4 separate regions of the Mus musculus genome follow, and regions 2, 3 and 4 are each linked to region 1. Evidence: chromatin contacts called from public Hi-C data. All regions are on one chromosome and are shown on one strand. The core of a region is the stretch at or near the end of the contact, and the rest is flanking DNA. Distances in the headings are between cores, read along the strand shown.

Region 1 (2,771 bases), core at 112-2,611:
TGCACCCCAAGAGATGACCCAGAGACTGAGATGAGAAAAGTACAGTCAGGGACAAAAGGTACAGAAATGAGGGGCAGGGGCGGCAGAGGCTCATGAATGAAGAGAACAAGCCCTTAGCAAACTCAAGTTACCTTTGAGCCTCTTCCAGTCTGGCTTTTTCAAAAGAACAAGGTTCATTTTGGAAATAAGTCACATATAAAGCTGCCAAGCACTGACAGAAAAAAAAATCAATGCTAGCAATGCCTGAAAAGCCAAGCACTAGGCAGACAGAAGCAGGAAGATGAGGAGATTAGAGCAAGCCTAGGATTATTATACATATTGAGTGTGAGACCAGCCTGAATGACGTGGTTGTGTTTACAAAACAAGAAACCAGTAGGGAAGCCTATCAAACGTCTACAGTTTTCTAAAGAGCAAGCGGGTGATTTCCTTAAAATCTGATCTCTCTCACTCATTTCTGGCTGAGAAAGTGTCCACGCTGTTCACAGCTCTAAGTGTCTTCCATTAATATGCAACTTGTCAAAGTTCGGCCTTCCGAGTTCACTAGGGTCCCTAGCCTGCCCTTCTATGTCTTTGCTCTGGAGAAATTCGGAATGTAATGAACTTTTAAGTCTGAATGCAGAACTCCAAGTTTCCACATCCAGGCTCGGGTGCAAACCTTCTGAAAATCACGCGAGTTTCCACTGCGGTGCAGTGTCGTCATCTCCATGCAGTACACAAACAACTGTGTTTGCTGTGCCCCGCGTGTTAACGGTACGGTGTGCCCGCCGCCTCCTTGTCACAGCCTGAAAAAAGTAGCGCGGAGGACCCGCCAGGCGATGCCCGAGGGAGGCCGGGGCTGCGCGGGGCCGTGGAGACGCGCCACTTACTCTGCACCTGCAGATCCATCTCGCGCATCTCCGTGAAGCGGTCCCGTAGGTCCATCGGAAGCTGCTCAATCACTGTCAAAGGCACAGTCCGTCAGAGGGCGGGGCCAACGGCGAAGGGACGCGCTGGCGTCACGCGTGTGTGCGTGCGTGCGTGCGTGCGTACGGGAGGGGGGGCGGCTCACAACGAGGCTGCCAGTTACCGTGAGAAAGAAACATCCCCCGCTCCCCCTCCCTCCCGCCATCCCGCCCGCCCGGCCACTCGCGCTCCCGCCCGCCGCCGATCCCGCCCGCCGCGTCGCCGGCGCCGCGCACTCACTTTCCAAATAGTCCTCTAGGTACAACATCGCGGCCCTGACTGTTGCGGGGACGAACGGGTCCAGGGGTTTATTTGTGTCACTCGCTGTCGCCGGAGTTTTGTCCCTTCCAATATGGCGCCTCCGCTAGCAGCACCCGCTCGACTCCGGCAAAGGAAAAAAAAAAAAAAAAAAGCAAAGGAAAAAAAAAAAGGCTCCACTTTGGCGCCTGACGGCGCTTGCCTCACTGCCGCCCGCCGTTGCTATTGGCTGTCTGCAGCGATGACGTCAACCGGCCGGTGCGGATCTCCGCGGTATTCTGGGAAATGTAGTCTTCTTTTTCCCCGAGCGTGGCCATTAGTGAGGGTGTCTCTTGGAGTGGCAACTACAGAAACCACACGCCTGCGCGAAACGGGCACGCCAGAATCCGAAATGCGGTGCCTCTGTTTATTTGTTGATTTCTTACATGGGGGATGACGGGAGTTGTATGCGCCTGCCTGACACAACTAGGAACAACTTTTCACCTGTTCTGGGCGGTGATTCTAAGCCCGCCGTTTGTGAGTCATGGATTTCTGGCTGTGCTAGGCAAATAGCAAAGATTCCAAACGCTAGAATAATCGGCTAAGTTCGGAAAATTCAGGTTGTTTAGAACAGAACTCGCTGCTGGAATTTATCTTCATTATTCACTCCTGATAAATAAATGGGACAAGTGATTGGTGTCCCTGCAACGTTAAGATAATTTATAGTGAGACTGGAGCGAATGTGCATTTCCCAAATTAAAAGACACCCAAAATAGTATTCAGTAGCCAGTTATGTTTTGCGGTGTATCTTGTGTTCATTGTAAAACAACTGTTCAAATGCATCCGCAATAAAGTAAATAAATAGATGAATAAATAACAACCAACCATAAATTATAGTGATTTAATGCATTGCTGGCATATACTAACAATGATTTAAATTTATGTTGGGTAAGTAGCTGGGTTAATGTTTATAGTTCTGGGCAGGCTTTTTTAATAACCCTAGCAAATGTTCACTGGTGGTATAACAAGTGTATCACCGCCCCGTTTCTATCTTAAAAATGCCTTTCATAAAAATTCGTACACTAAATGCTTCTGTGTTTTGGGGAAAATGATCCCTTCTTAGACTATCTGGTGGATTATAACACCACACACCTGTAATCCCCTAAGTGGGAGAATTGAGACAGGAGGATTAGGAGTGTGAGCTTTGGCAACATAGGCAATTAGAAGCCAACCCAGATTATGGAAGACCCTTTCTCATACAAAAGAAAATAAATCAGTATGACACATTTTATTCACTACTCAATATTTTTATGTTACAATTTTATTTACAATGACATACTTGTATTCTCTTTTGTCTTCTTTTAAAGCCATTTTCTTATTACTTGAATGTTAAATATATTTAGTCTACACCTGTTTAATTTAAATTTTGTACTAAAACTATTTATCTGTTTGTGCTCTTTGTTCAAAAGCAGCCACGTTTGTTTACAGTGCCTAATTTCATCTGTGTTGGGGTTTTTAACTCTGAATTCACTTTTCCAGGGTTATAAATATAGAGAAATTTCACTGCTGGAGTTAAAATCGAGTTTTGCTAG
Region 2 (2,700 bases), core at 108-2,607, 3.9 Mb before region 1:
GAGTATTGTTCATCCAATGAATATTTAGCTCCTAAAGCTAGCAGCCATTATATACAGTCTTGGCTGTAAAATAGAACCGTTATCCCTGCTCCTAGTAAACTTCAAATGTAGAAGAATGTGTTTAAATACTGAGAGAAAGTAATGAGGAGAACATGACCATGCACTAGGAGGATAGACGGGATTTGACTGTGGTGGAAGTGAATGTGGCACCAACTGGGTATAGGCTTTGTCTGAAGTCAGACACAGATCAGATGGGGGATTAATTCTGAAGCGAAAGCAACGCTTTGTGAAAAACACAAGTACAGCAGCTTATTTAACAGACCGGGAATTCGTAAAACAACAATTGTGCATTTCACTCAGAAAAAGGGTTGTTCTTCCTGGGAAAGGGGGACTTTGTTCACAAGCCACTTGAAATAAGCTTCAAAGTATGCTTATGTTTGTTCCTCCCACTCCCGAAGAATGTTAACCCGTTATTATAATGAAGCTATCACCAGCAATAACGGTTCTCTTGACCAGTATGTCACCAGTTTGGTTGATGGTTCTTGTTAATTTCTCTGATTCCCTGCTTGCTTATTGCCAAAGTTGCTGCCTCCAGGACCTCAGCTGGAGTTAGAAGAATCTTCCGGTTCCCTGCTCTCAACCAAAGTGCACAGGATCCAAAATCCATACAGTGGCTAAACTTAGCGGATAAATAGTATTTCACAACTGTGTGAAGTGACTAACAGTATGGATCTGGGCCTTATTATACTCCTCTAATGGGCAGTCCTTGAATTCCACTTTAGTTGTTATTCCTGGTTCACTTATATTTTATGAACACGGGGAGTGGGGAAAGAGAAGAAAGCTTTAGAAAATAATGGCAAGGTTCTTCAGTTTACCTGAAAATACCCCAGATGTCACCAAAGTGCTATAAAACAAATAACATCATCACCATCATGTATTTATAGCCTTGGAAAAGTCGTATTTGAATGTTTAACTTAGAATAAAAGCTTTAGCGTCAGGGGCTTCCAGTCGACAGAATGGAATCTGGAACCAGCCTGGTTTAGAATAGAGTTCTCACTTGCTACAGGATTTAAGACTCTTATTTTGGATTGTGTGGCTAGCCTTTAATGGCTGATCCTAAACTGGTCCGGCTCGCCCTGCAGGCTGGGGATTGTCTCCTTTGGGCAACCGGAAATCCGCGTGAGCCAAGGAGCGGAGGGGCAAGCAGCCTTGGTGGCTGAGACACAGCTTGCTGTGGCTCCGCCCTCTTCTTCCTCTTCTTGTTTACCCGGGAGTTCCCGGCCAGCCACACTGCAATTCTAGCGGAGTACGCATGCGTGAACTAAGCTGCTCGCGCCCGCGCGCGTGCATGACGTCACAGGCGCCTAGGTCCAGACTTTAGTTGTCCGCGGGTTTTGCTGGTGAGTGAATTTGGGGAGGTTTGGGTTTCGCTGCGGGCCGACCCTGGGTAAATATAACGAGGACTCTTCACTGCAAAATTTGGTGCAGATTTGCAGAAATGCTGTTACACGTACTGTTAGTGTTGACCGATCCCTATCGGGAAGAGACGTGAACAGATCCAAGTCCTCCCTCATGCTGCTGAGTGTTTTGGGGACGGTTGGTCTCTATTCGTTAAGCAGCGATGCTATTGAGTAGCCCAGGCAAGGAGTTTGAGAAGTTTCAACCTAGAGTTCACAGATTAACATCAATTGCAAGTTTCTCTTAGGATATTTACGAGTTTGAGGGAGGAGGCAACCAATGCCAGTTTTGAAATCAGGAAGCTTTTTGGTACAGTGTGCGTACACAATATTTTCATTGACAAAGGGGTTAAAGAATAAAACCCGTGCTTATCTCCCGCCCCCACGTCCAACATTTTAAGATACCAAGGTGAAGTTGGTGAAATTGTAACATCTAAAATCTTAGAAGTTTTTTAAATACAAAAGCTAAGTGGAAATCCAGCTAAGAAGGTTGTTAACTCAGAAAACATTTTCCTCCGAGAAGGAATACCCATACTTTATATTTCGTATCTTTGTAAGAGATTGGTTTTTATTTTTACAGTTACAACTGAGACTGAATATATCAGTTTACAGTTTTCCAGCAGTCACATAACGAGCATATTATTTTATGATACAATGGAAAACGTTTCTAAGGTCCAAGATAAATATATCTGACCATTATTAATTCCAATTAGTAATGTGTAGCAGTATGATATGTGAACATGAGATAGCTTTTTGGTTTCATATGTTAGATTAAGAAATTAAAACTGAGACTTTCAGTGTGACACAGTGTATTTAACCTTTTTGACAGTCGTGTATGCTGAAGAATTTGGATGCTGTTGTAAAACTGTTAATTTCATACTAGATGTTAGCAGGAGAAAGACATATAGAGGAACCTCCTCTGCCTCCTGTACAAAGAATATATAGGATATAGAAAGCTTAAAGGGAGAAAATCCAATTAGGTAAGGACAGCAATGAATGTAAGAGTTGATAAAGATTTGAATTAGTGATAGAAAGGTTAGGAAAAAATAGTCATTTAATGCTAAGTGAACAGTACAATTTAGTATTTTTTTTCTGTTGTATGGCATTTTGGTGTTGTGTGTATGTTAGTTTGTTTAATTATCACAAAGACTTGTGACATTGATGCTTTATAGCTTACCTATATAGACAAAGGTGCTGTATTTCAGAAAGGTTAAGTAATTTTCCTGAGATCAGATAGCTAATA
Region 3 (2,893 bases), core at 242-2,741, 3.1 Mb after region 1:
CAATCAAAGATGATAGACAAGGCAATGGTCCCAAAGATTGTACCACCAGTGAAGTCATAGCTAACTTGAAGTTTCCAAAACCATTTATTATTTTTGGAAGAACAATGAAATCACTGAAGACACACTTCTCAGATTAAATCACCTCGTCGATAAGCAATTTATTGGGGCATACACATAATATGTAAATCGTTTAAGGTCTCTAATGGCATAAGGAAGAGACACAAGAAGAAAACCAATCAGCTATTGCACAGCTCTCCATTTCAGATCAGAGGCCTTCAAGGTTGATTAGAGAATCTGTACAGGTAGCCAAGAGACTAAGGTTAAATGGATGAATCAATGGGTGAATCATAAGAGCAGTGAACTAGGTGTGCTGTGGTGCCTGAACACTAGGCCAGAAATGTTACCTCAAATTTGCAATCAATAAGCCTAAGGAAAGAGAAAAACGGAAATGTCACTCACCACAATCATTCTGCCATCAGAAGTAATAACAGCCACAGTCCCTGAGAACCGAGTCAAGGAACGTATTTCTTAAAGAATACAACCTGAAAACTTTCAGCCTGGAAAGAGTTCCAATTACTTAAAAAGGAAAGAAGAGACAGAATCAAGATTCCACACTGCCACTGCTCTTGAGGGAGAAAACTGAAGTTTTTAAACTTGTTTCAATTGTACCTCGAAAACAGTTCATCACATGGGAGAAGGGTATGTGACCGCTTGACTCTGGTTTAAACAGCAGTGTTTCCAACCTATGACACTGAGTCAGGCAGACTCATTTCTTAAGCTTTAAAATAAAAACTAGGTGAGTGCTAATTAATGTTGAATTACTTTATGCAAGTAAAGGACCTTCTCATCCAAGACTCTGTCATAATTAATGCCATCAAGTACCAATAATTCTTGTATCATTAAAAGCTCTCTGTATTTAACTATGTGTCTTAGGTTTTGCCCCGACTTTAGAACAGCAATTCTAACTTAAAAAATTCAACCGGGCTTTTAAAAGCTACTCGCCACTCTCTAAACACCATGACAAGATTTCAAGCAGAGGTATGGGACCTGAAGCCCAAATCTGAGAAGCATCTATCTGTTGTATGCTATCTCTGCTTGGGGGACCTGCAAACGCAGAGTTCTTAGGAAAACAGTGCATCTTATTCCGGATGTTGGGACACACGATCAAAGGCCGTGTGCAGAGAAGTTCGAACTACACCGAGATCTGTGCTGTGGGTGCAAAAAGCCCCGAGGCCGGCCGGGAGCTCCCTCCACGAACCCCGACCCCGGGTCCTCCGCCCACCGCCCACCACTCCGGGCCTCCCGTGCTCCCTCCCGCCCCCGCCGCCGCCTGAGCGGTCGCAGCAGCCCGCCGGAGGATACGGTTGATGTAGTTCTCCAAAGCAGACGTCATGCTGCTGGGCCCGGAGGTCCCGGGAATCTGCGAGGGCTCGGCAACGAGGAGACAAAACACCGCCCGACAGAAACCCGGACAGCTTCGCGCCCGCTGGCGAACGCAAAGACCGCGAGACTCTGAGGCCTCAGCGGCGACGAATCAGGGACGGAAAGGAGCCGGCCAAACAGGAAGCCGGGCGGGGCTGACTAGTGGGCATGCGCAGTGTGTTTCCGCCGGGCTTCTGGGCGGCGCTCGCACGCCGAGACCAAGGCGGGGACAGGCAGTTTATGGAGAGGTCACTGAAGGTGGGCTGGAAGGAGAGCCTGGAAGGAGGCTCTAGCGGACGGGAAGACACTGTGGTAGTTACTAAAGGTAGTGTGGGAAGACACTTTCTGCCGGAAGACACACGACATGAAGATGGTAGCATTGGCTACTGAAGGAGAGAGATTCTTTGTTCTCATAGGCGACATAGATGCAGGGTGGAGGGAGTTCTAGCTTTCTCACGCGTGAGCCAGAAAAGTTTAAAAAGCCAAATAGCCCAGTACAAAGGGAGCATATTGTAGCTCCATGATGTGCATTTTCGGAGAATCCAACTGTATACAGAATGTTAGTGTTGAAGAATGAAAAATTACTGGCCTCTTGTAAGAACATGAACTTTTTACCTCGGAGCCCACCCCCTCCCATCTAGAAAACATTTTTGAGATAAAGGCTTCCTGGAACAACCTCAAAATGAACCAGGTACTCCTTAGTTACGTAGGTTCCTTGATAGGACATGACTCCTTAGTTACATAGATTCCTTTGGCAGAACTCCCTAGTGATGTAAACTTGTACTTTCCCTGCCCAGTTCTCCCCCTTTGAGTTTTACTATATAAGCCTGTGAAAAATTTTGGCTGACCGTCGAGACTCCTCTACCCTGTGCAAAGGTGTATGAGTTTCGACCCCAGAGCTCTGTGTGCTTTCTGTTGCTGCTTTATTTCGACCCCAGAGCTCTGGTCTGTGTGCTTTCATGTTGTTGCTACTTTATTAAATCTTACCTTCTACATTTTATGTATGGTCTCAGTGTCTTCTTGGGTACGCGGCTGTCCCGGGACTTAAGTGTCTGAGGGAGGGTCTCCCTTCGAGGGTCTTTCATTTGGTGCATTGGCCGGGAAACAGCGCGACCACCCAGAGGTCCTAGACCCACTTAGAGGTAAGATTCTTTGTTCTGCTTTGGTCTGATGTCTGTGTTCTGATGTCTGTGTTCTGTTTCTAAGTTTGGTGCGATCGCAGTTTCAGTTTTGCGGATGCTCAGTGAGACCGCACTCCGAGAGGGAGTGCGGGGTGGATAAGGATAGACGTGTCCAGGTGTCCACCGTCCGTTCACCCTGGGAGACGTCCTAGGAGGAACAGGGGAGGATCAGGGACGCCTGGTGGACCCCTCTGAAGGCCAAGAGACCATTTGGGGTTGCGAGATCGTGGGTTCGAGTCCCACCTCGTGCCCAGTTGCGAGATCGTGGGTTCGAGTCCCACCTCGTGTTT
Region 4 (2,709 bases), core at 153-2,652, 4.3 Mb after region 1:
CACTGTACAGCAACTTTTAGCGACTTAGGGTCTAATTCTGTGAATTAAAGTAAGGTATGCTTGTCCCCATTTTGTTAAGTTATCACCATTTCATCCAAGGGCACAAACGAGAAAGCCAGAACACTTCCAAAACCATAAAAGAGGCTGAGTTCTGAACAACCAAAGAGAAAGAGAACACTAATTCTGGTGCAGTATAAAAGGAGAGGGTCCCAACTGAAAATATCCTTAGTGTTTCTCTAACACCCTACTAGAACTGAGTTCTGTTTCCCACATGGGTGTACTTCATTTGGAACTTAAAAACAAGCTAAGATCAGACATTTCCAAAGGGCAGCACACTCATATGTCAGTTAAGTCTAAGTTTGAAAAAAACGTCCCGGTCTTTTCCAGAAAATACTCAAAACGTATGGCGTTCCCCCTCACACTACTTGCCCCTTGGTACGCGGTCTCCTCAGTCGCCAAAGAAAATGGGCAAGAGCCTTAGTTCAATGATCAGATTTCGTATCACAAATGTGAGAACTTGAGTCGTGCATTTGGTCCTAATGCTGTCACAGCATTTAACACACAGTAAAAGGAGTTGCACCCGCTCGCCCTCTTCAGAGTTGGTCCTATCAGGAAGATGGGATGTCACCAAATCTGCCCCAAGAGGGGGAAGCAGCCAAGTTGGGCAGAAAATAACTATGGGAGGGAGGGGTGTCTTTGTGAACAATACTGCCTTCCGGGGAACATGGGAGCAGCAATTAAAAAAAAAAAAAAGGTAATGACAATATTAATAAAAGAAATAGATGGCGGGGGGTGGGGGGGAAGGGGCGGGATGTGGAGACGGCGACCTCCGGAGGGAAGGAAACACCCTGGGGAACCAGGAAGCACTTCGCGTTGGGGAGGAGAAACTGCAGGAAAAAGTGAGGGTCGGCTATGCCGTCTTCCCCGCCCGCCCGCCTCACGGCGAAAGCCCCAGGCCAGGCGGCGCCGCTCCGCCGTCGGCCGCTCCCGAGCCCGGACCCCCAGGGCCGGGTCCCGCCGCCCCCGCTCCCGCCCGCGGCCGCCGGGCTCCGCTTCCTATTTTCGGAGCACACACCCTACAAGGAGCGGAGGGGCCCGGCCTCGGGGAGCCCGGGCAGCACCCCGCTCGGGAAGCGCAGGCGTGCGGCCCACCACCGGAGCCCGCCCGGGGTCAGACTCCGGCCCTCGCGCCTCGGCACTCACCTCTCCCGCCCTCCCGCCCGCCCGGCTCCTCACCGCCGCGGCACCTACCTTCTCCTCATCGGACAACTGCTCCTCCAGATCCGCCATCTTCCTTCTGGCGACAGACCGTGGCGCTGGTGGCAGCAGCGGCCACCTGACTTCCCCCTTTCCGAGCGGTCTTCCGCGCCGCGCGCCCCCGCCAAGGGAGGGGCCCCGCCGCCCAGGCCGCCGCGCACGCGCCCCGGAGCTCCGCCTCCCGGGAGCCGAGCCACTGCGCACACGCCTGGGAGCTCCGCCTCCTCAGCCTAGGCCGCCGCGCACGCGCCCCCGGAGCTCCGCCTCCCTCCCCCTGAGCGCCGGCCTGAGCGCCGCTGTGCGCGTGCGCAGCGCCTCCAAAGTGGGATTGCTATGGTTATCTTCTGTCATCCTGCTCTGTCTGGTGCCTTCTCTAGTCAACGATGACCATATGGACCCGGTTGGCGATGAGTACATTCTGAGCCCATGACTTTGTTCCCACCAAGTCCTGAACGCTGCCAGCTAAAATGTGAAAAGCTGTACCAATTTAAAACATTTTTAAGTATTAGGAAAAATACTGTTTTAATTGAAATAGGCACACACAATCCAGTCCATAATTGAAAGATTACTTTTGATATATTCATTTATTCATCCGAAAAACATTTATTGGTCTTTTATGATAGGAAGACTATTTTGCTAGTTCTTAGGAATAAGAAATGTAGATTTAAAAACCCAAACAAACAAAAATCCCAAAGAAAATGCTCTTAAGCTCACCTCTATTAATTAGACATTGAGTTAGGGAAGGCATTGTACTCCTGGAAAGTAAAAAAAAAAGAAAAAAAAGTTAAGTTAGCCTTGGATCTGTACCCTCATGAACTGGCTGTCCAAACTACTTACAGGTCATCCAGTAGAAATTTCAATTTCATACAACCAATTTTTAAGGTAAATGTCCCATGAAGGATTTAAAGCATTCTAAAACCATTATTTATTATTTTCAAATTTTACTGGATGTCTCCTACTTTTATTTGCTAAATCTGGCAACTCTACTACTGAAGCTTCAAGTTAAAGAAAAGGGGGGGGGGTGGAAGGTTGAAGTCAAAGCTGACACAGGAAGCAGCTGGAAATGTTGATAAAATTGAGTTGCTAGTTCAGCAGGCCTGAGCAAACCAGAGAATCTATATTTCTTACAAGCTCCCAGGAAGGAGGAGTGCTACTCGTCTGAAAACCACACTTTGTTTTTACCAAGGACTAAGAGTTTAGTTAGTAGTTAAGACTTCAATAATTAGAAAGTGAGAAGCTCTTGAGGGCATTTGGACAGTGTCACGACATGAACCGAACATGCTCAGCGGTGTCAATCTGACAGCTGTGTGTAAATGACAGGTAAGAGGACCCTAAAGAGCTCAAATAGCTATCTGGGTCCAAGAACACTATCATTAAGTGACTTACTAAAGTGTTCGTTTGCAGAGAGCAGGAAGAGGAAGCTGACATGTGCGGGAACTGAAAGTGTCCAGT

Evidence for each region. Hi-C and Micro-C count contacts between places; a contact is called where the count stands out from the background.
Region 2: a Hi-C map of rod photoreceptor shows a contact between it and region 1, with 6 times the contacts expected there. The contact joins the promoter of Pot1a here to the promoter of Ing3 in region 1. A contact is called at or near these places in 1 of 39 promoter capture datasets (pre-B cells) and 3 of 484 Hi-C or Micro-C datasets (CD4 T cells, CD8 T cells and rod photoreceptor).
Region 3: a contact with region 1 is called in a Hi-C map of CD4 T cells, with 9 times the contacts expected there. The contact joins the promoter of Lsm8 here to the promoter of Ing3 in region 1. A contact is called at or near these places in 2 of 39 promoter capture datasets (cranial neural crest and pre-B cells) and 1 of 484 Hi-C or Micro-C datasets (CD4 T cells).
Region 4: a Hi-C map of CD8 T cells shows a contact between it and region 1, with 4 times the contacts expected there. The contact joins the promoter of Capza2 here to the promoter of Ing3 in region 1. A contact is called at or near these places in 2 of 39 promoter capture datasets (frontonasal cranial neural crest and pre-B cells) and 4 of 484 Hi-C or Micro-C datasets (CD4 T cells, CD8 T cells and rod photoreceptor).

Annotation. Positions count from the first base shown.
Region 1 is chr6:21,948,205-21,950,975 of GRCm38.p6, reverse strand. It overlaps Ing3 (inhibitor of growth family, member 3), which reads right to left and starts at 1,361. Exons shown (of 12, transcript NM_023626.4): 1 at 1,183-1,361; 2 at 867-938. The coding sequence starts at 1,210.
Region 2 is chr6:25,807,875-25,810,574 of GRCm38.p6, reverse strand. Pot1a (protection of telomeres 1A) reads left to right here and starts at 1,357. Exons shown (of 18, transcript NM_133931.5): 1 at 1,357-1,400.
Region 3 is chr6:18,847,233-18,850,125 of GRCm38.p6, reverse strand. It overlaps Lsm8 (LSM8 homolog, U6 small nuclear RNA associated), which reads right to left and starts at 1,491. Exons shown (of 4, transcript NM_133939.1): 1 at 1,363-1,491; 2 at 460-500. The coding sequence starts at 1,393.
Region 4 is chr6:17,635,703-17,638,411 of GRCm38.p6, reverse strand. Capza2 (capping protein (actin filament) muscle Z-line, alpha 2) reads right to left here and starts at 1,402. Exons shown (of 10, transcript NM_007604.3): 1 at 1,252-1,402. The coding sequence starts at 1,290.